Linked DNA regions of Sus scrofa: all the other regions are linked to region 3. The links are chromatin contacts, called in public Hi-C and promoter capture Hi-C maps. All regions are on one chromosome and are shown on one strand. The core of a region is the stretch at or near the end of the contact, and the rest is flanking DNA. Distances in the headings are between cores, read along the strand shown.

Region 1 (2,762 bases), core at 254-2,753, 110 kb before region 3:
AGCACAAGGAGTTCCCATCGTGGCGCAGTGGTTAACGAATCCGACTAGGAACCATGAGGTTGTGGGTTCGGTCCCTGCCCTTGCTCAGTGGGTTAAGGATCCGGCGCTGCCGTGAGCTGTGGTGTAGGTTGCAGACGCGGCTCGGATCCCGCGTTGCTGTGGCTCTGGTGTAGGCCAATGGCTACAGCTCCGATTGGACCCCTAGCCTGGGAACCTCCATATGCCGCGGGAGCGGCCCAAAGAAATAGCAAAAAGACCAAAAAAAAAAAATAAATAAATAAAAATTAAAAAAGCACAAAACCTTACGGCTCGATAATGAGCATATTCAGAAGCCGGTTAAGGCAGATGTTGATTATTTGAGTACTTCAAGTTTCCCTATGGGTTATACTGATCTCTGTGTTTCTTTTTTCTCCCTCCAAAAGCTGATTTCTCTCCTGTTTCACTGGCTTTATTAATGGTACCTCTGGGAATCTTGAGAGGAGGGTAAAGTTGTGAGTTTATAATGAGTCAAATGTTCCATTCAGTGGGACTATTTAGAGGAGATGGTTACTATTAATGGACTGTCCCACTATCCCTGTAAAATGCACACAAACACAGGTGTACACACACACACACACACACACACACACACACAGAGAGGCACACACAGGCACATATGCATGCTCAAATTGAGCCCACATCAGAAACACACCCCAACACCCCGAAGGAATAATATACAGAAATACACACTTGTAGAAGTACACACTGGTACTCACACAAACATATCCATAGAAACATACACCCGCAAATGTACATGCACACAGGTATGCACAGAGAAGCATTTGCAACCAGGCACATATAGGGAATACACACCTGGGTATATACAAGTATACACACCCAGAAATACGCAGGGGTAGACACATGGACATGTATACACACAGGCTTCACACTCTTGTTTAGCTGTGGATTTCATTTCCCCCCTTAGCACAGATAACAGAGTTGGCTCTATTCGTCTCCTATCATGAAACAGCAGCCCCTTACATCTCTTTACAGTTTCTCACACACTATTTCATTTTGAAGTGGATGAAACATCACTGTCCTTCCCCTGAAAATGTGTAAATCCAGAGAGGTTAAGTAACTGGCTCAAGGTTGCACAGCTGGTAAGGGACAGAACCTGGACTGAAACTCTGGTCTGTGGTTGGCAGAGCTGTTTGCCGGCTCTCCCAGAATGAGGATGGCAGCCAGAGCACAGGGACGAGATTTTGCATTAACTGCATTCCTTCTTTTGCATTAATTTTTGCATTCATTTTCATGCCCCAAATATTCTATATAGTTTAATAGTAGTAAATGACATGGGCATTTTCATTCCTTTTAATTGCACTGTAATGGATTCTCCCCCCAGCTCTCAAGAAACAGCCCAGGGAATGAAAGAAAACAGGACAGTCTCTTACTTACCATTCAGAAGGCTGATGTTGAGAAAAAGTAGCAAAATGAAAACCACTGTGGATGGCACATTTTCCTTCATGTTGGCTCCCTTCTCTTTCCACAGGCAGTGGGTCAGAGGTTCACTGAAAGAGAAGACACCGGGTAACATTTTTTGCAACGGACAGTCTCGTTAGGCCCATGCACCACTTTATTCTGGGTGTTTGCAACTGATACTTGCTCCTTGCTGAACGTGAATACCAAAACAGGAGGAAAGGAATGTAGGAAAGTGTAGCAAGGGATGGCTTGGCTCAGAAGCATCGCTGCACACATGCTGGGCAGACTTCCACCACCAGAGGTCATCAGATGACAACATTCAAGGGCAGCTGAACTGCAGCTGGCGCCTCTACGCACACCCCAAAGAAAAATTGTTTCCTTTGCACCCCACGGTTCCCCAACAATAGATCATCCATTTAATGTGATATAGATTATGCACCCTACAAGAAAACTGTTCTGGAAGGACTTTGATCCACCAGCCCAAAATAAACCAGGCTGAGAAGTCAGTGCGTTCCGTTGAACTCCAACCTGGCCTCAAGGATGCCAAAGGGTCAGGGGGCCTTTTCCCTGCCGCCTCAGGTTGAGAAGACTCTGAAAGCCTTCTGGTCTCTGGGCATGGCCGTGAACCACACAGCGAACTCTGAGAACCTTCACAGGTTTTCTTTCTCCCCTTTGGAAAAGCCCCATAAACAAGAATGACAAATCCCAGTAATAAAGTCGAGTCCCTTGGGTTTGGAGTATTAAGCACATTTTGAATCTGCAGGGGTTGAGAGTTTTGAGAATTTTATTATTAATATTATTATTTTTACACCTTGGAACAACTTTCAAAGCTTTTACATGTCCTTCTAAGAAAAAACAGGATTTTAGACATTTGGAAAAGCCTCATTAGTCTTTCTGGACTCCAAACAACTCTCAGAAAACAATAGATTTGATGAAGTAATTGTAAATTCTCGGAAACACATGGCTTACATTTTCCTTTTAAATTATGTGGTTTTTTTTTTTTTTTAAATCGGGAAGGGCATCCTGGGGCAAGGCTGCCCATCAAGGGACTTTGGAAGTGACTGAATGTTGTCTGATGAGCCCTGAAAAGACTAGGCTCTGTCCATGTCTCCTGGCCAGACGGTGGAGCTCCCAGCGCCAGCTGGACACCACCTCACCAACGACTTCTTGAAGCCTTCTCCACCTGCTACTACTCTGTTTGAGACATGCTAGAAAATAGAAATCTTAGTGAAAACAGAGGCTCGGGGTACACAGATGCCAACAAGTGCCTCTCTTATACTGGGGCTCCTGGTTCAGTAATGGCT
Region 2 (2,755 bases), core at 72-2,571, 87 kb before region 3:
GGTCACGCCAACATCGGATCCTTAACCCACTGACTGAGGCCAGGCATTGAACCCGCAACCTCATGGTGCTAGTTGGGTTTGTTAACTGCTGAGCCATGACAGGAATGCCAAGGAATTGACTTTTTAATATTATTTAATTTTAAAGAATTTACATTAAAATAGCCACATGTGGCCTGTGGGCAGAGTATTGGACCGTGCAGGTCTGGAGCTGAATACCAATACCTCAATCACTTCAGTCTTTCCTCTCCAATGAAAATTAACCTGTCCCATGTCCCAATTCCAAGGCCCTCTTAAAGAAGCACCAACAATCAATCTGAATCCGATTAACAAATTCTTATCCATAAATTAAGGTCTTACCCCTCTTAGGTAAATGCGTAGGTTTTGAACAATGCCATATTTCAATCAGTGCAAAAGCTCAAATGATAAGAATGTGAAGGACGCTGGCAGGCAAGCATGGTGGGTGAAACGATTCTCGGCCTAGCGTTTTCGACTCACTTCAAAGCGTGCTCTATGGGTCTATCTTTCCCCATTCCCTGGGCTGCTCCGAAGTTCCTCCAAGTGTCTCGCAGTCTGGGAAGGGTTAAGGTCAAAGGGTGTGGATGGGAGCCTGGGAAAGAGATGGAGGTGGGAGGGTTGGAACAGGCAGAGCCCAAAGGATGCCAAGTGCTTGCAAAAGAACCTGGCATACCATTCAGAGTGGCATTCTGTACCACCCTGGGGAGGAGGTGCTGGGGAGAGATTGTTACGGCATGGTCAATGCCACTGGCACAGGACTGAATGGATAACAGTTCCAAGAAACCAGAAACCAGACCGAAGGCCACAAAATGGACTGTGGCCCTATCTGGTGGGGTCTCAGGAATTGCAATTCTCCTCTTAATTCTAATTCCCCCCTTTCAGATTTTTTTTTTTCCTTCTGAATTCTTTTATGAACATTACTTCCTAGACAGTCTTTACACCCTGAAACTGAACAGCATTTCTGTTGCTCCTGGACGACCATAGGACTGCTTTCAAGTTCTTGCCTGTGTTCTCAGATGCTGGCATCAGATGCAAATACTTTCACACCAAACTCTAGGTTGGGTAATGGGGTAATGGGGGTAGTTTATGAATAAGTATACACAGAAATAAAAAAGAGTGGCCAAACATCCCTGGGACTTTACAATGCAGTCCAGACCACGCTGTGCTTTTCTCTTCCTCATGGAGGGAAGGGCTGCTCACGTATTCAGTGTCACCCTGCCTTCTCTTATTCGCCTTTCATTCAAGCACGTCTCATGCGGCATTTGGCCACAAGGGGCAGAGCCCAGAAAGGAGAAAGCAACTCAGAGAAGCCAGTGATCTGGCTGGGTTGATTCATGGGTTGCAATGTTACCAAATACTCCGGGCTTTAAGCCCGAGGGTCTTGTTGTGCCAAAACATTTTGACAGCTTATGACATCCCTTCTGCCAGTCCTTGCTAATGTTTCCTCTGAACATCTTATATGTCAGTCTTTTTGCATGCAAAATAAAAGTTCTTGCTGGGTTGAGGGGACTTAGAGCAGGGGTTTTCTTTCTTTTTTTTTAATTTCTATTTTTTTAAAATTTTTATCTTTTCATATTTATTGGAATAGGGTTGATTCATTACAGTGTTATCTTGGTTTCAGGTGTACAGCAAAGTGAATCAGTTACACATATACATATATCTGTTCCTTTTCAGATTTTTTTTTTTTTGTCTCTTAGGCCCACATCTATGGCATATGGAGGTTCCCAGGCTAGGGATCCAATTGGAGCTGTAGCCACCGGCCTACACCAGAGCCACAGCAACATGGGATCCGAGCTGCCTCTGTGACCTACACCACAGCTCATGGCAATGCCAGATCCTTAACCCACTGGGTGAGGCCAGGGATCAAACCCACAACCTCATGGATGCTAGTCGGGTTCGTTAACTGCTGAGCCACAATGGAAACTCCTCCTTTTCAGCTTCGTTTCCCATAAATGCCATCACAGAGTATTTGGAGTTCCCTGTGCTATACAGTAGGTCTTTGTTACTTATCGATCTGTATATAGTAGTGTGTATGTGCCAGTCCTGAGCAGCGGTTTCCTATGGGGGTGATTTTTGCCTCTCTCAATCCAGGGGATGTTTGGCAAAGTCTGCAAATGATTTTATTATCACTACTGGCAGTGGGGAGTGGCGGGGGCAGGGGTTGTCCTCTCTGGAACCCTAGGCAACATCTGAAGTGTCTTTGGTTGTTACAGTGGGGCGGGGTAGTAGATAACTGGCATCTAGTGGGGACAGCCAGATATGTTACCAACCATCCTACAACATGCAAAACAGCCTCCACAATGAGGAATCATGTGCCCCAGAATGCCAACGGTGCTAAAGGTGAGAAACTCTGCCCAGGCTTTGTTCTTGACCCTGAAGCACCAGATGGTCCTCAAAGGACCGTCACTTTTCATTGGAAGATGAGGAAGGACCCTGGGGTGGTATCAGGAAATCCCAGGATAGTTTCGGCCAGAATTCTTTTTTACCTACAACCCGGTCAATTACACATCTTCCTGGGTCCTTAACTACCTCTGAAAGAGCGAGTGTACCCTAGGGGTACACACTTAGGTGGGTCTCAGAGGGTCTAGATTCCATTAATGTAACATACACAGAGGGAAGACCTGAGGCTTAGTTTCTCCATCTGTCAAATGGGCTCATAATATCTGATTCCTATTTATCAGCTGGGCCTGGTATTTCAGGGAGATAGAAATGGGGCATGGTATTTGAGTTGGCACGGAGG
Region 3 (2,700 bases), core at 106-2,605:
GCCATGAGCTGTGGTGTAGGTTGCAGACATGGCTCGGATCTGGCGTTGCTGTGGCCGTGGCACAGGCCAGCGGCTGTAGCTCCCATTCGACCCCTAGCCTGGGAACCTCCATAAGCCATGGATGGGGCCCTAAAAAGCAAAAAAAAAAAAAAAAAAGGAGCAATCAAAGCACAAAAAGACATGGAGGAATCTTAAAAGCATATTGCAAAGAGAAAGAAGCCAATCTGAAAACACTACATCCAGTGTGATTCCAACAATATGAGGAAATGATATGTGGAAAAGGCTAAACCATAGAGACAGTATAACACTGGTTGCCAGGGGTTCGGGAGAAAGGAGGAAGGGATGAGAAGGTGAGCACAGGGGCTTTTTAGGGGGGTGAAACTATTCCATACGACTTTGTAATGGGGGCTGCATGACCTTTACGCATGTGTCAAAACCCACAGACCTGCACCACACAAAGAGTAAACCCTAATGTAAACCATCGACTTTCTTCATACTCCTAGGTCCACACCGGTTCATCATTGCAATCAATGTACCACACGAAGGCAACACGTTAATAACAGAGGAATCTGTATGTAGGGGAGAGGAGGGATATGGGAATTCACTGCATTCTCTGTGCACTTTTTCTGCAAACCTAAGATTGCGCTAAAAAATGACATCTGTTAAAAGCAAACAAGCAAACCAACCTCAGCCCAAATTGCCCAGATTTCTCTTCGTCCACTGGGCACTCGCAGTTCACTGCCTGGCCTCTCTGTGCCTCTCTGCCTCCCTGTGAGCTCTAAAGATGTTCCTGACTCCCCATCACTGGCCAGCATCCTGGACTCCACCATCTTTTGCTCTCCCTTCCCACACCCCCCAGGACCGATCTGTCACGTGACCAAACCGCTGTGACCTCACGCCGCCCTTTGGATCGTCACCCCCACGCAAGCCTCATCCTCTCTCCCTGGGTCACCTGGGTCTAGAGTGGGCCTCTCGTTAAGTCTTTATATTCAACGGCCAGCTCCTCGCCCTTCTCTTCTTAAAATATGGACCTTTCCCTAAGACCTCTGTGCAACCATCGATAACCTAATCACATTCAGGGCCTCCTGTCCGTGCCGTGCCCAATCCCAGAAGAGAAAAACGAAGGATGAAAACCATCAAGGAAAGCAGAAAGTCTCTCACCGGTGGCCTTCCTGCCGTGCGTCACCCCGCTCCCACTCCCGGCTGGAGCCTGCCACATCGTGGTCATGTATCCTAGGGGCCAGTGGCCTGAGACGACATTCTTCTCTGCAGTTCCTACCCGGGCAAGGAGAACGCCGGGACTCTAACCAGTCATCTTTTTACAACCCGGGAAAAGGCACCCCCCCCTGTTAATAATTGATCTGCATATTAAAGTATGGACGGCTGTTAATCATTGTTCAGTTATGGGGACAGGACAGGCAGGACAACCTCTCGCTGAAAAAACAGGAGGACACACTTTGCCTCTGCAGGTTCCAAGGGTCAGAGCTTGGGGTCAAGGGGAGGCTCAGGTGCGTCTGTGGGGTTTGGCTGGTGGTGGGGGTGGAAGGAGAGGACCTGAGTCTTTAACAGGTTCTCAGAGAAAAGTAAGAGTTAATTTTGAAGGAAACGGGGACTAACCCTTACATGTGCAGAAGAAGCGGTCCATCAACGCCTGTGCAGCACAGGCTGAAAGAGACCAAGAGAGCAGCTGGTTCTGCTACCACATTCAGCAGTGCTGAGCGGAGCCCACGCTCCACGGAGGGCTCAGTGGCAGACAGGAGCTCCGTCCTGGGGCAGGGGCCAGCTGGGGCATTTTCTGAGAGGCGACCAGAGTGTGGCAGGATAAAAAGGACAGGAAGTGAAGGGCAGAAAGTAAATGGAGAAAAAAACAAAGGGAATGAAGATGCAGTCACACTTTCTCCCAGGCTCTCACTCACACGCTGTCTGCCGGCCTGGGAACCAGACACCCACGGACCAAGGGGGCTGAGGGAAGACATGCACACTTTAGGATGTCTCAGTCTAACTGAGACTCTTGAGGGAATTCTCCAAAGCCTGCATCCTCATAACTTCTCTGATCCCCCCACCAGGAGAAGGGAGCCAGGGGGGCAGTGCCCTTGCAGCAGGGACTAGCCAAGGCCAAGGGACATCTGCCCGCAGCACAGAAGCCTCAATGGCTGGGAGGGTCTTGCCTAGATGCCCCAGGTTTTGCAGAGAGAGAGAGAGAGAGAGGGAGAGAGAGAGCAGCACCAGCCAGCCACTTGGTAGCTCTAGAACCTGGCACATAGTAGGTACTCAATAAATGCTTGGGTAAGAAATGGCTCTCTGATGGCTCCAGCTTTGGAATAAATGGCTCCAGCTTCAAGATCATCTCTCTCAAACTCTCTGAGCCCACTGTTCTCTCTCTGGCGGTCAGAGTGTTGGGTGAGAACACCCTTGGCGAGGCTGGGTGGGGAAGGAGCCATGCATAGGAAAGGCTGAGATGCCTCTTCCACCTCCTCCACCAGCGTGAGAGGGTCCCCAGGGTGCAATGAGTAGTCATGCTGCTGCAGAAAGGCTCCGAGCTTTCTGGAGGAGACCCAGCAGGGTTGTGCGGTGTGTTTAGCAATTCCCTGAATCCTTGAGGGAAAAACAGGACAGAAAAGAAGCAACTGGGGTTTGGCTCATCAGAGCGGATGTGCTCAATGTCATCCAACTGTCCAGGGCTCTGGTCACCAAAGGGGG

What was found. Promoter capture Hi-C pulls out the DNA fragments that hold promoters and counts their contacts. A called contact is a pair of places that touch in the nucleus more often than the background predicts.
Region 1: a promoter capture Hi-C map of fetal liver shows a contact between it and region 3, with 2.2 times the contacts expected there. The contact joins the promoter of PRLR here to the enhancer-like site in region 3. A contact is called at or near these places in 3 of 5 promoter capture datasets (fetal liver, fetal skeletal muscle and liver), 13 of 47 Hi-C or Micro-C datasets (alveolar macrophages, embryonic fibroblasts, fetal heart ventricle and 7 more) and 1 of 2 datasets of contacts at active chromatin or transcription factors (skeletal muscle).
Region 2: a Hi-C map of liver shows a contact between it and region 3, with 4 times the contacts expected there. The contact joins two enhancer-like sites. A contact is called at or near these places in 4 of 47 Hi-C or Micro-C datasets (embryonic fibroblasts, fetal liver, liver and 1 more).

The regions. Positions count from the first base shown.
Region 1 is chr16:20,654,378-20,657,139 of Sscrofa11.1, forward strand. PRLR (prolactin receptor) reads right to left here and starts at 1,504. Exons shown (of 9, transcript NM_001001868.1): 1 at 1,435-1,504. The coding sequence starts at 1,504.
Region 2 is chr16:20,679,425-20,682,179 of Sscrofa11.1, forward strand. No RefSeq gene overlaps it. Among named protein-coding and RNA genes, the nearest start is that of PRLR, 25 kb to the left of the region's middle. Within about 2 kb of position 1,322, at least 3 of the 83 cell types and tissues checked have an H3K27ac peak or open chromatin away from gene starts, as enhancers often do. A contact at or near this core is called in liver, where this site is marked.
Region 3 is chr16:20,766,801-20,769,500 of Sscrofa11.1, forward strand. No RefSeq gene overlaps it. Among named protein-coding and RNA genes, the nearest start is that of PRLR, 110 kb to the left of the region's middle. Within about 2 kb of position 1,356, at least 9 of the 83 cell types and tissues checked have an H3K27ac peak or open chromatin away from gene starts, as enhancers often do. A contact at or near this core is called in fetal liver and liver, where this site is marked.